Regions from separate parts of the Mus musculus genome. Here regions 1 and 3 are each linked to region 2. The links are chromatin contacts, called in public HiChIP or PLAC-seq maps. All regions are on one chromosome and are shown on one strand. Each heading gives the region's core, a stretch centred on a gene start, on an enhancer-like site or on the middle of the called end of the contact. The rest is flanking DNA. Distances are from core to core; before and after follow the strand shown. Region 1 holds the start of Adamtsl4 (ADAMTS-like 4). Region 2 holds the start of Vps72 (vacuolar protein sorting 72). Region 3 holds the start of Aph1a (aph1 homolog A, gamma secretase subunit).

The links. HiChIP or PLAC-seq counts read pairs in DNA pulled down with a chosen protein or histone mark.
Region 1: a contact with region 2 is called in an HNF4G HiChIP or PLAC-seq map of pancreatic cancer cells. The contact joins the promoter of Adamtsl4 here to the promoter of Vps72 in region 2.
Region 3: a FOXA1 HiChIP or PLAC-seq map of pancreatic cancer cells shows a contact between it and region 2. The contact joins the promoter of Aph1a here to the promoter of Vps72 in region 2. A contact is called at or near these places in 3 of 39 promoter capture datasets (liver, neural stem cells and pre-B cells), 1 of 115 datasets of contacts at active chromatin or transcription factors (pancreatic cancer cells) and 2 of 9 other capture datasets (adipose tissue and liver).

Annotation. Positions count from the first base shown.
Region 1 is chr3:95,686,328-95,689,594 of GRCm38.p6, forward strand. Adamtsl4 (ADAMTS-like 4) reads right to left here and starts at 1,590. Exons shown (of 18, transcript NM_144899.3): 1 at 1,494-1,590.
Region 2 is chr3:95,109,725-95,113,295 of GRCm38.p6, forward strand. It overlaps Vps72 (vacuolar protein sorting 72), which reads left to right and starts at 1,318. Exons shown (of 6, transcript NM_009336.2): 1 at 1,318-1,490. The coding sequence starts at 1,374.
Region 3 is chr3:95,891,919-95,895,474 of GRCm38.p6, forward strand. It overlaps Aph1a (aph1 homolog A, gamma secretase subunit), which reads left to right and starts at 2,003. Exons shown (of 6, transcript NM_146104.3): 1 at 2,003-2,365; 2 at 2,903-3,073; 3 at 3,225-3,298; 4 at 3,530-3,556. The coding sequence starts at 2,253. It overlaps BC028528 (cDNA sequence BC028528), which reads right to left and starts at 37. Exons shown (of 6, transcript NM_153513.4): 1 at 1-37. The coding sequence starts at 12.

The sequences.
Region 1 (3,267 bases), core at 340-2,839, 580 kb after region 2:
ACCTAAGAAGGAGAGATGTAGCCATAGCAGCCCATGCTTGCCAGGTTCTCCCTCCCGTATCCCTGGAAAGTCCACCCTTAAGTCTAGCTGTAAACACTGGGTAGCAGGGGTCTTCATACCTGTCCTCAAATCTTGTCTCTCCCTACCCCCATCCTCCATTCCCTGCCTTCTCTTTGAGGCCCCGCCTACCCACATCCTCATCCCATCTAAGTTCTGCTTTCCAGGAAAAACACTGTTTCTGCTGCCTTTGAATGGCACCATGAGAAGAATCCAAGGATCGCTGGCCAAAGTAGGCCAGATCAGGGCATGCAAAGGACAGAGAGGGGGGCAAAGCTAGGTCCTGCTCCCCCTCCCTGGGACCCCAGGGCTTGGGAATTTGAGGAGGAGACCAAATGGGCTGAGCTGAGTTCTTGGAGCTAGGGAGGAGGTAAAAGGCACCACGTCCTTCTTCAGTTGAGCCAGCCACTGAATCTACGACTTCCCTGATGGACGAGTGGCCCTGTTCAACCCACTCATCAGCCCTCTGCCTGCCCAGTGAGGCTGGAAGGATGGGGGGTGTGTGTGATGGACACAACCTGTCTGATGCTGGTCCCCTCTCCACCTCCCTCTGCGCCTCTCTGCTCCTCCAGTCTGTCCCTGATGCCTCTCCGTGGTCTACCCAGTACACATAATCCTGTCCTGAGCTGGTTTTGGCAGCTCTCTGGAGAAGTGAGGGGTGGGGGGTGACGAGAACTCCTGGGGCTAGGGCCAGGCCTGGCTCCCTCTCTGGAAAAGTCCACCCCACCCTCCCCTGCATAGGGGAGCAGGAGCCGACACCCCCCCCCCCCCCCGCACAAATGTATGTTTGTCCTTTCTCCACGCCCAGGGTGAGGAAAATGAGGTTGGAAGTGGGCATCCTGAAGTCACGGTGGACCCTGGCTGAGCACAAACCTATGCTGCTCCTGGTCACACCCCCTTGTGGGCCAGTGACACCAAGGAAAGTGACTTGCAGGGTGCTAACCCCTTCACCCCAGGCTCACTTCAGGCAAATGAGCCAATGCAGAGTGGACGGGTGGAGGGAGGGTTAGTAAGGGCTGGGCTAGCAGAGGAGAGATGCTGTCCTGTCAGAATGCCAGGGTTTTCACGGCATCCCCCCCCCCCCAAACATCCCAACAGGTGTCTTTTCCCTCAACCTCTCACAACAGATTGAGTTGTGCAAAGAGCACTCACCCGCATCCCTCCCGGACACCCTATCCCTGCGTTCCCAGAGTACAGGCGTCTGGTCGCATCTTCCCGAAGCCCCTCAGGGAAGAGCCGGCTGTGCCGGCGTGCAGGGAGGTCCTGGGTATGTTTTCCAACTTCACTATGTGACTTAATAGGAATCTTGGCACAAGCCCTCGCCCGGGTGATGGGACTCGGAGTCCCAGGGACCAGACCCCCTCCCCAGGAATTCGCCTTAGGGTCCGCTGTTCTGAGACAGTCAGAGCCCAGGCGGGGGGTCGGGGAGGTTCTACCTTCTCTGCGCCCGCTCTCTCCAGCTGCCTCTGGTAGTGGCCACCGCGGCCCGGAGCCCCAGGACAGCGCCGCCCGCGGCAGGCTCCGCCCCACGCCACCCGTGCCCCGCCCGCCACGCGCCGGACTCAACCACCCACCCCGGGTGCCCCGTACAGCTAAAGAGCTTGCAGCCACGCTGTGGACACGGTTCCCGCGCCCGCCCCGGGGCTCGAGACCCCACCAACTCTGGCAGGCTCCTTTTGGTTGGAGCCTGTCCTCGAAGAACCTGGGCTAGCCCCGAACCAGCAAGGGGATTTGCAAACTAGACCCATGTAGCCCTGAGCAAACTCAGATCTGCTCAAGCCAAGGCCCTCTCCTCCATGCAGCCAATGCCATCGCCTCCGCTTTTCCCATACTGGGCAGTGAACCATGTGGCTCTGATGGCCAGGGACCTCTCTGAGCCTCGGTTTCTTCATCCATAAAATTTTACACCCTGGAGCTTAGCGGGAGGAATGCACGCTGAATTATGAGTCAGACAATTTGGATTTGAATTTCAGCTTGAGCACTTGCCAGCTCTGTGGTCTTTCATGAGCACTTCAACTTCAATGCGGCAGTGTCCTCTGTAGAATGGGAGAATTTGATGTGTATATTAGGCTTGGAAATGTTTATCCATCTCCATGTGGAAGAATGACTGAGGAGGGGTGGGGAAGGGATGAAAACAGCTTTCAGTTTTTATGCTTTTTATTCTATTCATATGTCTTTTAATGGATTGTTGGTTTGTTGTTTGTCTTTGAGGCAGGGTCTCGGTAGCCCTGTCTGGCTTGAACTGTGTAGACCAGGCCAGCCTTCAACTCATGGAGATCCACCTGCTATTGCTTACTGCAGTGTTGGGATTAAAGGCCTGCCTATGCCTTGCCTGTCCAACCTCGTAACTTCTTTGAAAAACAAAAACGTATAGGTTGTTCGATACTAGACTGGTCTTCAGGGTGAATTCCAGCTGAGGCTGGGCGGGGGGTGGGGGTGGGGGAGAATATATAGGGAATGGTAGTGCATGTTTAGCACTTGGGAGGCTGAGGCAAGAGAGGGGAACCACTGGTTCAAGACCAGCCTGGGAAATCCAGCAAGTTCTAGGGCAAGCTGGGCTACAGAGTGAGACCACCCTAGTTTCAACAATGAAATACCAGAGCAAGGTTAGAGAGATGGCTCAGCCATTGAAGGCCAGGCTCACCACCAATGTCAAGACACTCAAATACAGAAGTTGTAGCAACATATTGTCTTGCAACCCATAAAACAACAGAGGGCCCTGGTGCCCCCGGCTAATGTTTCCTAGTTTCTTGGCTATATGTTACACTTTGTGCTGAGGGCACAGAAGCTAGTTTAAGTCCTTAAGTCTCCAAGTCTAGTTTGAACAGATCCTGCCAGTGAGAAATGATCACTTTGGAGCTGACATGTTAACTGTGGAAGCAGGGTCTATCCCAAGGCAGTGGGTGTGTATATAAAACAGCCCTATGTCTGGGGGTGTAATAATGCGCTGAAGCAGAGCTTTGCATGCAGGATGCTCTGGGTTCTGTCCCCAGCCGTTCCCAGCACTGATCAAGGCAGAAAGATATTATTTGTTATTTAGACAAGGTCCTGCCACGGTAGGGCCGATTGACAGGAAACTTGCTATGGAGCCAAGCTGACCCCAAATTTGAACTTCTCTTGCTTAGCCTGAGTCTGGGATACAGTATTGGGATGATCCAGATTTTAACTTTATTTGAAATTTAACATGCACTTTTTTTTTTTGGTTTCTCA
Region 2 (3,571 bases), core at 68-2,567:
AGTAAAAGAATGAATACCTTCTTCATTTAGTCTTTCATTGTTTACCTAAACCTAGCCTATTGCAGGCATTCACATTCGTAGTATAGACAGATACAATCCTTGGCCTCACTTGGGATGTACCTTTGTAGTAGAATGCTTTTCTAGAGTTCCTGAGACCTTGGGTTCCATTCCCAGCAAAGAGGGGGAAACACACACACACACACACACACACACACTCCAAAACAAAAACAAAAACAAACTCTTCCCTTAACCTAGTAGCATGAAACACGGAGAAGACCATAGCAGACCAGTCTATGAGACTGGCAAGCTTGGAGTACATAGAGAACCAGTCTCCAAAACCAAAACTCAGCAGATAGAGGAGCCTGCCATCAAGCCTGGTGACCTGACTTTGACCCCAGATTCCACACAGTAAACGTGGAGAGCCAGTTCCTGCACATTTGTCTTCTGACCTCCACACCAGTGCAGTGGTACATGCTCACACACATGAACACAAACACATAGTTAAAAAAAAAAGTCATACAATTTTTAAAAAGATTTATTTATTTATTTTATGTATATGAGTACACTGTAGCTGTCTTCAGAAACACCAGAAGAGGACATCAGATCCCATTACAGATGGTTGTGAGCCACCATGTGGTTGCTGGAAATTGAATTCACTCAGGATCTCTGAAAGAGCTGTCGGTGCCCTCTCCCAGTGTGTCTGAAGACAACAATAGTGTACTCATATTAAATAAATAAATAAGTACATACATACATACATACTTTTTTTTTTTGAGACAGCTTTTCTCTGTATAGCCCTGGCCGTCCTGGAACTCACTCTGTAGACCAGGCTGGCCTTGAGCTCAGAAATCCACCTGCCTCTGCCTCCCAAGAGCTGGGATTAAAGGCGTGCGCCACCACTGCCTAGCATAAATAAATCTTAAAAAAAAAAAAAAAGTAGGAGCGGAGAAGGGAAAGGAGTTTGCTATGAGGCAGGCCTACTTGGCGCACACCTTTAATTCCATCACCGGGAGGCAGAGGCAGGAAGATCTCTGAGTTCGAGGGCAGCTTGCTTTACACAGGTAGCTCCAGGCCAGCCAGGACTGTAAAGTGTGATCCTGTCTGTAGAAAAACAAACAAAATATCTAGGTAAGGAGGAGGAACCCTGGTACTGTGCCCTAGGCGCTGCCTATGAGTGGCCACAGCAGCCACCAGCCACAAAGAGACTTAAGGTGAAAATAACTAGGACCTCTCGACGCTCGGCTGCTTTTGCTTGCAGACGCTGAACTTCCGTCATTGACGGTCGCCCGCAGGTAATAGTGTCGAGTGCCGATCTGCGAGAACCCCGAGCTGGGCCAGGGGCTGAAGGCGGCAGCGCAGTCGCTGTAGGCGGTATGAGTTTGGCTGGGGGCCGGGCCCCACGGAAAACCGCTGGGAACCGGCTTTCTGGGCTCCTGGAAGCAGAGGAGGAAGATGAGTTCTACCAGACAACTTACGGGGGTTTCACCGAGGCAAGAGCCGGGCCCAGGAAGAGGGAAAGAGAGAGGCGAGGAGAAGGGAAAACCCTGGACAAAGAGGAAGGGGGCGGGGATTGAGAAAGGCTCGGAAAGGCGCTCCGGGCTGGACGGCGGAGTGGAGGGGACTTTGTGTGTGTGTGCGCGCGCGTGTGTATGTGCCTCTGTGTGCGTGTGTGTGTGCGCGCATGTGTGTTTGTGTCTGTGTCTTTGTCGGCTTTGCAATTTTCTTCGGAGTGTGTGTGTGTGTGTGTGTGTGTGTGTGTGTGTGTTTATCGGCTTTACAATTTTCTTGTACGCTCCTGGCTGGATGGCGGAGTCTGGAGGAGTGTGTGTGCGTATCAGTGTCTGTGTCTTTGTCGGCTTTGAAGTTTTCTCGTCCCGCTGCCGAGTTATTTACCAAAAGGAACCTGTCCAGAAACAAACTTAATTAGCACACTCTCCGCCGGGCGTGGTGGCGCACGCCTTTAATCCCAGCACTCGGGAGGCAGAGGCAGGCGGATTTCTGAGTTCGAGGCCAGCCTGGTCTACAAAGTGAGTTCCAGGACAGCCAGGGCTATACAGAGAAACCCTGTCTCGAAAAACCAAAAAAAAAAAAAACCAAAAAAAAAAAAAAAAAAACAAAAAAGTTAGCACACTCTCGTTTTCAGCTTTCAAATCATAGCTTACTGTTTTCTTAGGTGACCCTTTATCGACTAAGAGAATCCCCATTTATTTCCATCATAGAAACAAAATTTCAGTTTACAGTTAGATTTGGTTTATGTCTCATTTTCTGGTTGGTTTTAAGGTCTGTAACAGAATTCGGTCTTTTTTTTACAAACAAGGCTGACATTTGGCTAAATTTTTGTTAATAGAAGCTGTTCAGTGATTGAATATATGTTGTACAACCAGATCAGCATACTATATGTAATTAAATGGTTGTGGTGGATTCCTTGGAAACATTAAAAACTTCCCTGAGGATGGAAATATAGTTTGTAGCTCAGTAGTATATCACTAGCCTAGAAAATGAGTCCTAGATCCTGGATTACTGGCCCCTGGCAGTAAATAAAAACAAGCCCTACCTTGCAGGGCAACTGTCTGGGATCCTAGTCAGCTTAGATACTGTACGATAAAGACTTAAGTTCAAGATAACAGGTGAGAGGTTTGTGTTTTGTTTTTTAAATTGTATTATGTTTGTGTGTCTGCATATGGAGACCAGAGGCAACTTGTAGGAGTTCAGTCTCTCTTTTCATCATAGGAGCCCAAGGAAGCAAACTCAGGTGGTCAGGGTTATACAGCAAGCTCCTTTGCCCACAGAGCCACCCTGAAGGTCCCAGAGTTGTTAAAGACAGGCAGTGCTGGGGAAATAACATTTAAAATGAGGACATTTATAAAGAGCAGACCTTGGCTGGCTGAAGAGTCAGGGAGGAAAAGGAGGGCTCAGTTGGAAAGGCACTGAGGTCCTGGTGTGAAACCTATAGATATGGTTTTGTAGATTGCTATGGAGGATATAGGCCTGAGCTGGATTTGGTTTTGTTCTATGAGATAGGGTTTCTCTACATAGCTCTGACTGTCTTGAAACTCACTTGGAACTAGGTCAGTCTGGCCTCACAGAGGTCAACTTGCTTTAGGCCACCACGCTCAGCTTCTTTGCCTCCCAAGGGACTCTACTCCTGGCCTTATATAGATTTTGTTTGTTCACTTGCTTTTATTTTTAATTTATTTTTTATATTTTAGATTTGTTTATTTTTTATGTATGTTGTTGTTGGCTGCATGTCTGTCTGTGTGAGGGTGCCAGAGCCTCTGGGTCTAGAGTTACAAACACTGGTGAGCTGCCATGTGGGTGCTGGGATTTTGAACCAGTCCTCTGGAAGAATAGACAGTGTTCTTATCCATTGAGCAGTCTGGCCAGCCCTCCTTATACAGTTTTTATTTATTTTTTTGTTTGTTTGTTTTGTTTTTTTGTTTTGATTTTTTTCGAGACAGGGTTTCTCTGTGTAGCCCTGGCTGTCCTGGAACTCACTCTGTAGACCAGGATGGCCTCGAACTCAGAAATCCGCCTGCCTCTGCCTCCCAAGTGCTGGGATTAAAGGTGTGCG
Region 3 (3,556 bases), core at 753-3,252, 780 kb after region 2:
GAGGACATCCATTCTGGGTTTTGCACTATCACTGTGTAAGTTAAAAGAGGAAATTGCTGTTTCCCACCACACTTACCCCGCCTCCCCTGCTGCTGTGAAGCTGGGAGGGCACTGGAGTGATTCTTCTCCCAGGGGACAGAACTCTCCGCCTACTCGCTCCGTAGATCTTTACATAGCTGCTGGACCTAGAGCCAACCCCCTTAACCCCCTTGTTGGATGCTAACTTGTTATTCCTGGAGAGCCCCTAGCCCTGGATTAGGTCCGCTCAGGACTCCCACTGCTGGGACCAAAGTTCACCCTCTCCTCTCCCCTCCTATGCTTCCTCCCTCTCAATGCTCCCCAAAATCCACCTTCCTTCTTGCAGGCCTTAAGTTACCATTGCTGTGCAGGGTTGCTCTCCACTCTGAGGGAAACATGATCTTTTTTATCATGTTTATCAGCCCCCGCCGGCTGTGCATCCCCTCCCCTCCCCATCCCCTCCCCTGCCAGCTGTGCATCCTTCCTATAACAACTGTACTCCCTATATCCATTGTTCTTGCATTTGTCTATTTTCCCTGGGCTCCTTCCCTTTCTCCAGCCCCTGCTCTTCTCCACTCCCTCACAGGTAGCCCTGGCTATGTCCTTGCACCACATGGTGGATCACAATCATCTGTAGCCGCAGTCCCGAGGGTTCTGATGTGCTCATCTGGCCTCCAAGAGCACCGAGCACATACATGTTGCACAGATATACATGACACAACCCCCTCCCACACACATAAAAATAGCTATTAGAACAAAAGAAAAGCTCCACAAGCCTCACATACCTAGTAAATACTTGCTAAGCATCTAAAATGAGTCCTTGAACACCGTGCAAGTGGCTGTGGGCTCATCATGCACAGATTGTTCCCCACAGCTGCTAACAGCTCACAGAGAAGAGTGGCCCAGACTCAGCCTGTTGAACACACATGGAATCCTGAACACTGGCCAAGATGTTCCCATCCTCCTAACCTTGGGGAACAATGTGTCTAGTGACCGCCAGACCCCCCCAACCCTCCACCCCCCCTACCCTCCCATCCCCCCCACCCCCCCACCTCCACTGATTCCCCTCCTAGTGACTTTTTGCAAAAACCTCCAGGAAGCCCGGTAATCTTTTAAATTTTTCTGTAGTTTGTTGTTGCTTTGTATGTACCCTCAAAAAACGATTTTTCTCATATATGATCAAAATGCTCAGATCCCATCATAGGATTCCTCTGTTCTGCAGACTCCTAAGGACCAACCCGTCCTCATACAAATGATGATTCCTGATAATATGAAATCTCTCTCCCCAGCCTGAGGAAAAGACACCACTCAAGTTTATTTTCCAGACTATAAATAAAGGAAGTATGACATCAAAGGAACCAAGCAGCTCGGCGTGGGGCGGGGGTGGAGGGGATGGGTGTAATTTCCTCTCAGTCCCATTGCTCTAGTTGCTTTGTGACTCCACGATTCCTTCCAAACATTTTCCTAATATTTCTCTCCCGGCTCCTCCTGCTTTTCTCATTCTGTCATTACAGAATACAAGTGGAGGCTTCATTTAAGACGTAATTCCTATACCAGGCTGCCCAAAGAGTTCCAACTTTTAAGCCTAACTTTGATCCCTCAGGATGCTTCTCTGGGTCATTTCCTCTAATTCAACTTAAGAACAATGTCCGTCCCTATCTTCCCACAACCTCTATCCTGTGCTCTTTTTTATTTGTCTCTAGAGTCAAACAGGATCTTCCTCCGACAAAGCTCCTCTAGTAATAGGTAGGGTGGCTATCACCCTTCTCTACCGAAAGAAAGGAAACCGTGGCCAAGGCGCCAGCGAACCCAGGAATCATTGTTCTGATTGGGCCCAGACTCCAGCCTACTCTTCTGAAGCCACTCCCAGCACCAAGAGGAGGGCTCTGAGGATGAGAGACTACAACTCCCAGAAGGCCATGCCGCCATGACCCCGCCTCTGCAGTTCCGCCCCACCAAGTATTCATTGGCCTTCCGGGGGTGGGAATTAGATGGGAGGTGGCCATGGGGCAGCGACCGGGGGTTGTTCCCTCTTCGGCTTCCGTAGACGAGGTCGGGCGGACCTTCGTCCGGGGTTTCGGCACCCCCCCTTCCCCTTCCCCGGGGTCCGGGGGTGACATTGCACCGCGCCCCTCCTGGGGTTGCGTCCTCGCCCCACGCGGACTCCCCCTCGGCGCGCAGCTCCCTTTCGCCTTCCTTGGCCGGGGTTCCCTCCCTTCCCCAGCTGCCCAGTCATGGGGGCTGCTGTGTTTTTCGGATGCACCTTCGTCGCGTTCGGCCCAGCCTTCTCCCTTTTCCTGATCACTGTAGCTGGAGACCCACTTCGGGTTATCATCCTGGTGGCGGGGTGAGTGTCGAGTGGTGGAGACGGGGCCGAACGTAGAGAAAAAGGTGCAGAAAGGGCTGGAGGAACTGGAGCAGGCTTGGGAGCCTGAGTTGGGGGGCAGAAGTCGGAAAAGGTTGGACACAGGGTCAAATCGTGATCTAGGAGAATTTCCCGCAGTCGGCTTCCGCCTTCCAGGGATTTCACAGATTCTTCCTGTAGTCCTCCCGGCAACGTCAGAGAAGGCCCAAGGCCAAGATTAATGAGGGGGCTGTGCTGACCTCGGCCAGCCAAGGATCTTGGAATGGATACCTAGTCTGTCCGTTCATGCCCACACACTTTGACTCTAATGAAGACTCTAACCAGATCTCTACCCTTTCTGCTGCTTTCAGATTCTTACAAATGAGTCTGTTGGTGGAGACACTTATCTGGTCCCTGTCTCCCTTACCATCCGGAAGTCTAACTTCCACTTTTCATACATTCCATCCTTGGCTGGCTCCCTCCTTGATTTTTCCATCTGCTCCTGTCTTTGCCTCTCTCATTGCCCTTGTGTTTTCTCAGAGCCTTTTTCTGGCTGGTCTCCCTGCTCTTGGCTTCTGTGGTCTGGTTCATCTTGGTCCATGTGACAGACCGATCAGATGCACGGCTCCAGTATGGCCTCCTGATTTTTGGTGCTGCTGTCTCTGTCCTTCTACAGGAAGTGTTCCGTTTTGCTTACTACAAGCTCCTTAAGTAAGGACAAGGGGGGCTCTGGAAGGGAGGGGGGACAGTGGTGTGCATGGCGGGAAGTGGGCCAGCCCTGCGATGGTGGTTGGAGTAAGGGTCGTTAAAGGGAGGGTATTGGAGGGGAAGGAACATCCCTGCCCTTCCTTCTGTTTCCCAGGAAGGCAGATGAGGGCTTAGCATCACTGAGTGAGGACGGAAGATCACCCATCTCCATCCGACAGATGGCCTATGGTGAGCCAAGGGAGAGGGACCAGAGGAGGGAGTTGGACACCCCATCCTCTCTTTCTGGGTAATCTAAACAGCCACGTATGCTAAAGTGTTTTTCTTCATACTTGACTTCCAAGGAGAGGCGGTCTGGAGGGAGAGTAGGTATGGTAGACTTTTCCCTGGGCTTGGGGAGTAGGTACTGCTAATGAAGCTGTGGTGGTCCTGGTCGTTGACAAGACCCTCCCCTCCCCCCAGTTTCTGGTCTGTCCTTCGGTATCATCA